Regions from separate parts of the Mus musculus genome. Here regions 1 and 2 are each linked to region 3. A link is a contact called in public Micro-C and promoter capture Hi-C data. All regions are on one chromosome and are shown on one strand. Each heading gives the region's core, a stretch centred on a gene start, on an enhancer-like site or on the middle of the called end of the contact. The rest is flanking DNA. Distances are from core to core; before and after follow the strand shown.

Evidence for each region. Promoter capture Hi-C pulls out the DNA fragments that hold promoters and counts their contacts. Hi-C and Micro-C count contacts between places; a contact is called where the count stands out from the background.
Region 1: a contact with region 3 is called in a Micro-C map of embryonic stem cells, with 10 times the contacts expected there. The contact joins the promoter of Neurog2 here to the promoter of Camk2d in region 3. A contact is called at or near these places in 2 of 39 promoter capture datasets (embryonic stem cells and pre-B cells), 3 of 484 Hi-C or Micro-C datasets (all in embryonic stem cells), 1 of 115 datasets of contacts at active chromatin or transcription factors (astrocytes) and 1 of 9 other capture datasets (embryonic tail).
Region 2: a promoter capture Hi-C map of hippocampal neurons shows a contact between it and region 3, with 2.0 times the contacts expected there. The contact joins the promoter of Ndst4 here to the promoter of Camk2d in region 3.

What each region holds. Positions count from the first base shown.
Region 1 is chr3:127,631,793-127,635,117 of GRCm38.p6, forward strand. Neurog2 (neurogenin 2) reads left to right here and starts at 1,344. Exons shown (of 2, transcript NM_009718.3): 1 at 1,344-1,665; 2 at 1,936-3,325. The coding sequence starts at 1,937. The coding sequence ends at 2,728.
Region 2 is chr3:125,402,078-125,405,674 of GRCm38.p6, forward strand. Ndst4 (N-deacetylase/N-sulfotransferase (heparin glucosaminyl) 4) reads left to right here and starts at 2,014. Exons shown (of 14, transcript NM_022565.2): 1 at 2,014-2,430.
Region 3 is chr3:126,594,921-126,598,467 of GRCm38.p6, forward strand. It overlaps Camk2d (calcium/calmodulin-dependent protein kinase II, delta), which reads left to right and starts at 2,031. Exons shown (of 21, transcript NM_001346635.1): 1 at 2,031-2,584. The coding sequence starts at 2,520.

The DNA.
Region 1 (3,325 bases), core at 94-2,593, 1.0 Mb after region 3:
TAGTGGTAAAGGGGAGGGACAGACAGCAATTCAGAACAAGTTTCCTCTCAAGTCCAGCAGGGAGCTAGAGCTCCTTTCTATTTTTTTTCTCCCCATTGAAAAGGCAGAATTGGGAGGACAGGCCCTATGTCTCAACAACGCCCCCCAGAGCGGAGCAGAGGTCATACAAGTGTCAGAGTGATCCACTCGCTCCTAGGAGCAGTAGCACGCCTGCCTTTGCCACCCACACAGGAAGCCACCTTATAGTATCATCTGGCTCTAACCTGTTGTTGGTACCCATCCCCTTCCGCACCAGAAGCCCCCCAAATTACGTCAAGGCGTGAAGCCTCACTGTGTCTCAGGGAAAATGGGTGTGTCAAGTGAGTGCGTTTATTTTATTTTATTTTATTTTATTTTTTTTTAATGCTCATCAATTGCTCTCCGACCAATTTCCCCTTCTAGGGGACGTCTCTGTGAACTCCTAATGTTTCCCAAACAGTCATAGACACGTTTCTCTAGAACTCAGGCACACTCTCTCACAACGTGCCTCCTGTCTGGCACACGTACGTGACCCCTTCCTTTTCCTAATTAGACTAAGGTGTTTTAAAACCCGTTTTCTAGTTGATACGGCCCCAAAGAGGCTTTGCCGAGACATGGCCGGCAGCACCACCAGGCTGCCTTCTCCGGGATTCTGACTCTCACTAATTCAAGGCTCCGGTCGCCCGCCCGTGAGACCCCGGCTGAGACGGGCGGGACGCGTATGGAGGACTCGGGCGGGAGCAGTAGTCGGGGTGCCCCCCCCCCCCCCCGCCATGGGCCCCCAGCACTCGGGCCCCTAATGAGCTGCTGAAAGGGAGCGGGCTCCGGTGCGCGTGGCTCGCAGGCCTCCCGGAGTCCCGGGAACACTGATTGGCCAGCTGCGCCTCGCGACCTCCTTTCATTAATAAATTAGCGGCACGCTCCAGCCGAGCGCGAGCCACCAATCACAATAGACAGCGGCGGCGACAACAGCCGCAGCTTGAGCCACTGCCGCCGCCGCGGCTTCGGTAGCTTGGGCTGCAGCCTGGAGCGCCAACAGGAGCTTTAGAACCATTTTATGCTGATTAGATAAAGGGGGGACGGAGGGGCGGGGGTGATGGAGGAGGAGGATGGATGGCCAGGCCAGGGGAGGGGGAGAGGGACTAAAGAAAGGGAAAGAAATGAATGATGATAATACGATGAAAAGAATAAGCTGGGGAGGGAGAGCGGGGGACCAGGACAGGCGGAGGAGGAGAGGGCGGGGGAAGGGTAGGTGAGGAGGGGGCCCCGGGGCAGATCTGATTGTTTTCTTGGTGGTATATAAGGGGTTTTAAGGAGAGTCGTGTGCCAGACACGCAGCCACTGAACCACAAGCAGCTCGGCTTTAACTGGAGTGCCTTGGAGTCGCGTGCCAGCAGCCACACGGCCAGGGACTGACTGACAGACAACCACGCACGAGAACGACAACACACGAGACTCGGGCGAGCTGCCGCGGTCGTCCGGGCTCTTGGCAAAGTCGCCCAGCCGAGAGGCCCCCCCGCGGAGGTGCGCCTAGGAAGCGCCAAGCCCGCGGCGCGGAGGACACCGTGCTCGGTTCCGGGCTGCGGGGACATTCCCGGACACACACCGGAGCAGCAGCTGCGCCGCGACACATCTGGAGCCGCGTAGGTAAGTGTGCATGCCGCGGCTCTCCACTTCGCAGGCAGTGTCCCCACGCAGGCTCACGCCGCCCACGCTAACTCCATCGCTCTAGACGCAGTGACTTCTGTGACCGGCAGAAGGTGGCTCGAGCCCGGGGCGCTCCTCCCCAGCTCTGTCCTCGCCATCTTCGCGAATGCACATTGAGGGAGATGGAGGGGGGGGGGGCGGGGCGCGGCGCCAGCGACACTTTACCCTGTCCATTCTGGGAATAAATTTCATCTGCCTCTTCTTTCTCAGGATGTTCGTCAAATCTGAGACTCTGGAGTTGAAGGAGGAAGAGGAGGTACTGATGCTGCTGGGCTCGGCTTCCCCGGCCTCGGCGACCCTGACCCCGATGTCCTCCAGCGCGGACGAGGAGGAGGACGAGGAGCTGCGCCGGCCGGGCTCCGCGCGTGGGCAGCGTGGAGCGGAAGCCGGGCAGGGGGTGCAGGGCAGTCCGGCGTCGGGTGCCGGGGGTTGCCGGCCAGGGCGGCTGCTGGGCCTGATGCACGAGTGCAAGCGTCGCCCGTCGCGCTCACGGGCCGTCTCCCGAGGTGCCAAGACGGCGGAGACGGTGCAGCGCATCAAGAAGACCCGCAGGCTCAAGGCCAACAACCGCGAGCGCAACCGCATGCACAACCTAAACGCCGCGCTGGACGCGCTGCGCGAGGTGCTGCCCACCTTCCCCGAGGATGCCAAGCTCACGAAGATCGAGACGCTGCGCTTCGCCCACAATTACATCTGGGCGCTCACCGAGACTCTGCGCCTGGCGGACCACTGCGCCGGCGCCGGTGGCCTCCAGGGGGCGCTCTTCACGGAGGCGGTGCTCCTGAGCCCGGGAGCTGCGCTCGGCGCCAGCGGGGACAGCCCTTCTCCACCTTCCTCCTGGAGCTGCACCAACAGCCCGGCGTCATCCTCCAACTCCACGTCCCCATACAGCTGCACTTTATCGCCCGCTAGCCCCGGGTCAGACGTGGACTACTGGCAGCCCCCACCTCCGGAGAAGCATCGTTATGCGCCTCACCTGCCCCTCGCCAGGGACTGTATCTAGAGCTGCGGGTCTCCCTCTCTCGTCCTCTACCCGGCCCTCTTCCCATCCTTCTCCCGCCCCTCACCCTCCACGCCCCGGACTCCACTTCACAGAGCAGAGGTGGCCCTTGCAATCCCCTCGGCGGCTGGTGCATTCGGGGGTGGAGACCAGCTCTGGTTTATTGAAGATGTGAGGATTTATGGTCAAAGAGGACTATGGCGTGTGGGAGTGGGGGCTGGCGTGGGGAACCTCGTAAGACTGTAAAAGACACTGAGAAAAAGTACCATAACTAACGAGTGTGCAGAGCAGACTGACGCTCCTCCCCTCTCTCAGAGCTGCTGGAGGAGAACTCCGGGCAGGCAGTTCGTGTGAATCTCTCAGAGGGAATGCAACTGGTCCCTGTGATCTTTTCACCTTCGTTTCTACATAGAGATGTTAATGTCAGTCGAAAGAAATGTATTTTAGCATCTGAATGAATTTACTGGTAATAATATTATCCACACATTTGCAATGGCTGGCATCTGCTCTATTCCCATTGCTGTCTGCAGGCTGTGGGAATTTCACCTGTCAAACCAAACTTTCCCTCTCTGATGTGCACTTTGTTTTTTTCCCAGATTC
Region 2 (3,597 bases), core at 764-3,263, 1.2 Mb before region 3:
TTCCTTTGTAATAATTGGAGAAACCAATATAAGAAGGCTATTTACATAAAATTTTCATATAGAAATTATTTTGGGGATGTTTTTATTTTCATCAATTAATTTCTCCAGTTTTTTCCAAGAGAAGAAAGAAAACGTTGGTGGCTTTAAATTCATTCATAGTTACACATAGTGTGTTAACTCTGTTTTGAACATTTATTTTATGTTTTATCAAAAAGAAATGGTCAGCTAAGTGGTATTTTTCTTTTTCAACTACAGAATTTTAATTTCCTGTCTTTGGATGTGTTTCAATAATTAATATTTAATAAATACCATGGTATGTCTTAGAACTGACTAACATTGTAACACTTCCATTGTCAAAGTCCTCACAATTAAAAAATGGTTAAGTATCTTCATATCAAAGCTGGTGCTAGAGTAATAATGGACTTGATCATGTTATTTCCTTTGTTATGATTCTACACTGTCCATGGCCATAACCCTGACAAGGCTGTGGATCCTGCTTCAAGGTTCTATTTGATAGTTTTGCAGTGAGAATCATGGAGCTACCATTTAATTCCAACAAGTTCAACCGTTTGTATATAGCACTGCTTCTGTTGGCCTTTGAAATAGGAACGCAGCAAGACTGTAATGGGTTGAACAATTTGCAATAATGTTTCTTCCTCAATTATGCAATTTTCCAAAAACTTAAAATGCTAAATAAATAATGAAATTAAAAAACAAACAAGCAAAACAACAAAAAAGCAAAACTATGGTGGGATCTGGTATGGTAACAGAGGCTATACTAGAAACTGAAGGGCTCTGGGTTCAATTCCCAGCACCATAACCAGACAGGTAAAACTATAAAAGATAGAAATTTTCAATTAGCATTTAAAATGCATTTTAATCAACACTGAACCATGGCATGGTATTTTCCTCATAATATTATATTATTGATAAAAAGATACGTCTGCAGTATGCTTATCTCTCTCAATTGTAATGGGCATCACTAAGTCAACATGTCTTGACCTTCAAATGCTTCTTTGCCATCCGGGTAAGAAGTTGCTGAATGCTGCTTGAAGATTTTATAAACATAAACTTTTTCTCAACTCACTGTGCATGAGAATTTAGGCAATTTGCAGACAAATGTTATGCAGACGTTAACACCAATAATACTGGATACAGACATCATAAAGCCAAGCTTTAATGGCTTCTCCACTACTTCCACCCCCCTCTCTAGTCACGGGATTTTACTGAAATTGTCCGAATATTACATGTATTGCTTATAACTGAAGACACACACACCAGATTAGAGAGTATTCTGCAGCTCTATTCTGTCTTGAAACAAGTTTTCATTTTTTTTCTTGTATATTTATATTTAAATATATATATGAATATATATATATATAATTTTTAAATTTGAGAAATAGAAATGTAGTTTCCCATAGGAATCAAATTTTACCTCTGTTAATTAACATTATATAGTTTTACATATTTATCTGTCCTTACTGATAACACATGTTTATGCTATTATAAGTATCAGGATTTGGTAGCTCACAGACAGTTCTCCAAGTTTTCTATTGCTCATTGCTGGCTTTTGTTCTGTTTGAAATTAGACTCTTTGGCTGGCACATATTCACAACAGAAAGCCCCATCACGAACTTTTATTAACCCACTTGATACAGTGACATAGCTGCAAAGTGAAATCTTATTCTCGGATTATGTAGGAAATATTCAAACTGTCCAGTGAACGATTATCCAAATCCTCAAGGGGCACCTAATCAATCAATCAGTGTTGTGTGAGAGGAAGGCTGCCGGCTGCTGAATTAGCTTCTGCTGGAATGTGTTCATGTGTAACATCCCACTGCCTGGATGACATCACAACAGCTTCAGGTCCTTGAAAGTCTTGAGGATGATTAGCTGAAGGAATTGGCTGTTTCTGCCAATCATAACCCGGCAGAGCTGCCTTCATAGTTCTGGAGATGTGAGAGAAAAAGGGAGGGAGGGAGAGAGGGAGGGAGGGAGGGAAAGACCGACTCCAGCTAAGCAAGAGGCACAGCAGCAGTGGCAGAAGCAGACAGGAGCAGCTGGTATTCCGGTGATTAAATAGTTCTCATAGCCTTTTTGCTGTACCCGGTCTGCTCCCTGGGGTAAGGCTCGTGTCCGAGAAGGAAGCTGCATTTTAACGGTGTGCTGAACAGAGGTCTGAATCATTCCAGCTGGCTGCTTGTTTTGAAAAGGACAATGTGTGTATAAATAAAAAGACTGCTGGAAGGGTCCAGACACCGGCACCGGAGCTGAGGAGTGCTCTCAGAATCCTGTTGAGGCAGATGGCACGAACTGAAAGCTCCGCTAATTAACGTGGAGCCAAGTAAACCTGAATTCTGGATATCTCATTTTCTAACTTCGGATAAATTCAAGTTAGCAAAAGAAAAAAAAATTGAAATGCTTCTCTAGGTAAGTTACTGCCCTAATTTGTTGAAATTGACAATGACGGGGTATGTGTGGCTTAGCTTCATAAACAAGTTAAACGCACTAAAGTTTTATTTGTGAAAGATTTATGTAGAAGCAGATACTTTTAGAGCCAAATTCAATCTCCCTTTCTGGCGTGTGTATACATACCTGTCAGTATGTAGAAGTTATATTTGCATTGTATATAGAATGTATTGCCCTGCTGTAAAAAGGGAACTGAACAGCAGATTAATTTTAAACAGTTACTCTGACATTTGCACCAAAACACCTCCCTGGATAACAGGTTTGTCCTGTTTCTACTGGACCTACTAATTTTGCAAACTCAGCCTTCAGTCATAACTGTGGCTGGTGTTTAAATGTTTCCTAAGAAGTATTACTTAGAATGTGGCATGCAAATTGCCCAAGATGAGAACTCTTCTCCTTGGGACATAAGATTTATAGGTGTTCTCTGTTTTGATGGAATTTTGAGAGAAACAGCTGGCACACACATTTGAAACTGAACGACACTGGCATATGCTGTTTATCAGGAAATAGATGCTATCCCCTAGCTCATATTAGAAATGAAAACATCTCAGGGTAATATATGTCATATTCATATCCTAGATTGTGAGCAGGACACCGACACCTCAGTGCCGTATTCACACACACACACGCACACACATATACACACACACACTTCCAAAGCCCCCTACACAAAACACATTGGAAAATGCGAGATGTTTAAAGGTGGTCTTAGTGTTTCTAATACTTATATCAGAAGAAATCAAAGTTTAAAAATATTAAAAATTGATTTCCTTTTAACTTGTCCTAATTTACAAATTGATATACTTTTTCAGAAGCAGTGTGTTGTTTATTTTGGTAGACTGTGTTCTGCTCCTCAATTAACTTTGAGAAAGTGTAATGAGTTTATCCTTTCTGTCAGACGCTCCTTTTCCTGCCTTCACAGCGTCTGTTCTAGGAGTTTTCATTTACATGGAGGCAGAACTTTTCAATGTTAAGCTGAAGCAAGATATTAATACATTTCTGTCATTCAGGCTTAGTTATCCACTTTCTTGTCAGTTTCATAGTTAAAATCCTGTATATTTTGGAATAAGAAGAAGCTGGTGAAGACAGAAGTTACTAAAATTACTTTAATTTCACTAAAACTAAGAG
Region 3 (3,547 bases), core at 781-3,280:
TAGTTTCATCTTCCTTTCTTTGTCACTACATTTATACCAAGTAATCCTTATCTTTTATTGCCAGGATTTAAGATCCAAGCTCATTTCAGTTTTGTTATTAAAAATGTTCAAATTTAGCCAGGCATGGTATTTCACACCTTTAGTCACAGGCTGGGGAGGCAGAGGCAGGTGGATCTCTCAGTTTGAGGCTCAGCCTGGTTTGCATAGTGAGTTCCATGCCATTTAAGAGAGACACACTGAGACTATTCCAATCAAATAAAAATGTTCAAATTTAAGGACATAAAAAACAAAATTTGCTTTTAAAAACAAAAAGGAATCAAAGCTATATAAAAACCACAGAGGAACTTCAATAAGCTTCCAAGGGTGTCCCACAATGACAACTGAACAGCAGAGGCCCCCAGGTAGGAACAATACAAGACAAAGCGGGACGTGTGCTGATCCCACGTGCTTGGCAACGTCAAAAATCAGCACTAGGAATCTAGTGCGTGGGCAGAATATCAAATGATGTAAGTAAAATTGAAGGGAAAATTATAGTAAAACAGGCCAGTAAATGACATTTTCATGGGCAAAACAATGCAGACATTGAATGATGACTAAATTCAAAAAGTATTTTCTTGTGTTGAGTGGGAGAGGGCTATTAGAAGTATGAGTAATATTTGCAAAATCTATAACAAAAAAAAGCATTTAAAAATTATATGGCCGTCTGAGTACTTCAGTTCAAAGGCCACTCAGCATTCTTTAGAACAGGGAATAAAAGAACCTGCAAAGTAGTAACTTATAGCCGCCCTAAAAGCATGTACAGGCTCCCTAACTGAAAGTTATCTATCATCTTCCCACTGTGAAATTTTAAGTGCACGATGTGATTCTAAGCACGAGCACATAAGCAATAGAAATGCAGGATTTTATGGTTTCCTGCTGTAGAACAAAAAGCAACAGTCTGAAGAAAATTTTTTAAAAGTTCATGATGCGTCTCTATTTTCCGTAGGCCTCTAAATCTGCAATTGCCTCGTTTATTAAAGACTCAGAAGTGAAAAGAAGGCTCAGAAATGATCTTAGCCACCACTTACACCTTAACCCATCTTACATGCTAATTTTTTTTCTCCATGCTAATTTTTAAGCAACAGTGTCAGATATGCTTAACTGTACACACGTTCTTGAACTCTTAAATGGTTTTCCAGATAGCCACTGAGGGAGTACACTCCTGTGCCCCTACTTGGCCTGCTCTTTGAGAATGCAGGTAAAGAACTCCCACCCTCCCTCTCCCTTCTCCCTCGGCAACGCGAAACAGGCTAGGCACGCTCACGTGACGCTAATGACGTCAGCCCCCTCTGGGTCGCGTGACCCACAGCCAACCTTCCTACCGCCCCACCCCCTCGCCACTGGCGTGGGACATCTCGCGAGAAGCCTTCTTACTATCAGAACTTGCTGAGGTTACAGGGGAGTTACTCTGGAGAGGAAGGAAGGTGTGGCAGAGTGGTGCACTTTTGGGTTTCATTATGTTAGAGTTTATGATCAAGCAAATGCTTATGGGGATCGCCCTAGTCGGGAAAAGGGGAGAGAAGGGCGAAGACGTGACAGTAAAAACTGAAGCGAAACGTGGTGCCCTGACCATCTTTGCCCCTAGCTAAGGGACAGCCGGGCGCAGCAGAGGTGGCCAAGGCTGGCAGCCCCAGGCAGTAGCTGCGAGCCGGGGGACGTTGGACCCGGGTCTGGGAGCAGTAAACGCGAACCGCGCCCAGATGCAAGGGTTGCTTCCCTCTCTCGGCTTCCCCGGCCTCGCGGCCATCCCGCCCGGGTAGAGGCATCCGGGTTGTGGGAGCTTCGAGTGGTCTCTCATCTTTCCGCCCTTCGTGGGTCACTGCGACATCTCAGTCCCGTCCCCTTAAGCGCGCTCCCTGCTGCTCCGCGCATCTCCCTTCGGTCTCCCTAGACGGCTGCGGGAGAGCAGCCCGAAGGGACGCGGCTGGAGTCGCTAGAGGGAGGTGTGGGGCCGCCGAGGAGGGGGCTTCGCTGGGCGGGGAGAGGAGGGAGGAGGCGCCGGGGAGGAGCCGCGGCTGCCAGCTTCGCCCGAGCCGAGCGAGCGCACTCTGTCGCCCCGCGGGTTCCCAGCCTTGCGGCCCCGTGGAGAGGAGGGAGCGCGGGCCACCAGCGCCTCCTCTGCCCGCTGGAACGACCGGCTGGGTGTTCACTCGGCCGCTGCCGCCCGCCACTCCGGGCGCTGCGTTGAGCTCTCCGTGCGGCCTCGGTGACCGCGGCAACCCCTCCTGACACCTCTCCCCCGCCCCTTCGGGAGCCCTCGGCCCGGCCACCGCGGCGGGAGGAGGAGAGGACAAGGGATCGCGGAGCGGGCTGGTCTGGCCACCTCGCCCCGCGCGCCCCGCCCCTGCGCGCACTCCCTCGCCGGCGAGCTACTTTCGGACACGGAAAGTGAGGGCGGCCCCGGGTGACAGCGCGGCGGCGCCAGTCCCGGGAAGCCAGGTCTGTTCGCGTGTCGCCCGTCGCACTGTCCAGACCCCGCCATGGCTTCGACCACCACCTGCACCCGGTTCACCGACGAGTATCAGCTCTTTGAGGAGCTCGGAAAGTAAGCGTCCCTGCCTGGCATCTCCTCCTCCCCACGACCCCTCGTCTCCCTCGTGGGGATAGAGAGCCTGCGGGCCGAGGCGGGGAGACGGACCCTGGCTTGGTGCGGGTGGGGCACACAGGGAAGGAAACCTTTGCCCTACTGTGGCGGGTGCTCCGAATTCCCAGCCCATCTTCTCGGGTCCTCCACCTCTCCACGGGGGACTTAGTGAATTTATGATCTCTGCAGTTGTAGCTGTCATCCTGAGAAGTGTGCGCGCACGCGAGTGCGAATGTGTGTGTATGTGTGTTCGGAGAGGAAAGGAGATGCATGTAAAATGCAACATTTATCACATTTTTGGTAAATAGATGTCTCTTGCTCAGCCCGCGCTGTATCTGCGATCTGACCCAGGTTCGGATGAGCTAACGAGAGAACACTCGCTCTCTGAGATGGTGCCATATTTATCGATGCCGAAAGTTCAACTTGGCTTGGTGGAGAGTCTGGTTCGGCATCCAAGTAGTTGTTCCGTTCAGGAAAAGGGCCACCCAACAGAACCCACGTCCCTGCCATGTATCCGCTATCCTTCTTTGCACTAAGATGAGTCGCTCACCATCATTCTAGGATTTAGGTGTACATCGTCTCTGAGAGGATTTATTTATCCAGGCAGAGGAAAGCCCTAGAGCCCGAGAGAGCGTTTCCCCAGGGTAGCCTAGCTTGTGTAAAACGACCTCCTCCACTGAAGTGGCAGGACTTCCTTGAGATGTTAAGGAGGGACAGGGTACCTACTGAAGATCTGCACAGGGGCAACTAGAGACTCAGTCAGGAGGGAGTGTTGGTTTACCGAGCATCAAACCCCAAACCTATCGCTAATTTCCACTATCAGGGAAGGGATGCATTTGTGTGTGTGTGTGTGTGTGTGCTGTAGGTTTCCTTACAGTTGCATAAAAGGAAGTGTGAGCACTTTTAAATCAAATGAAAATGATA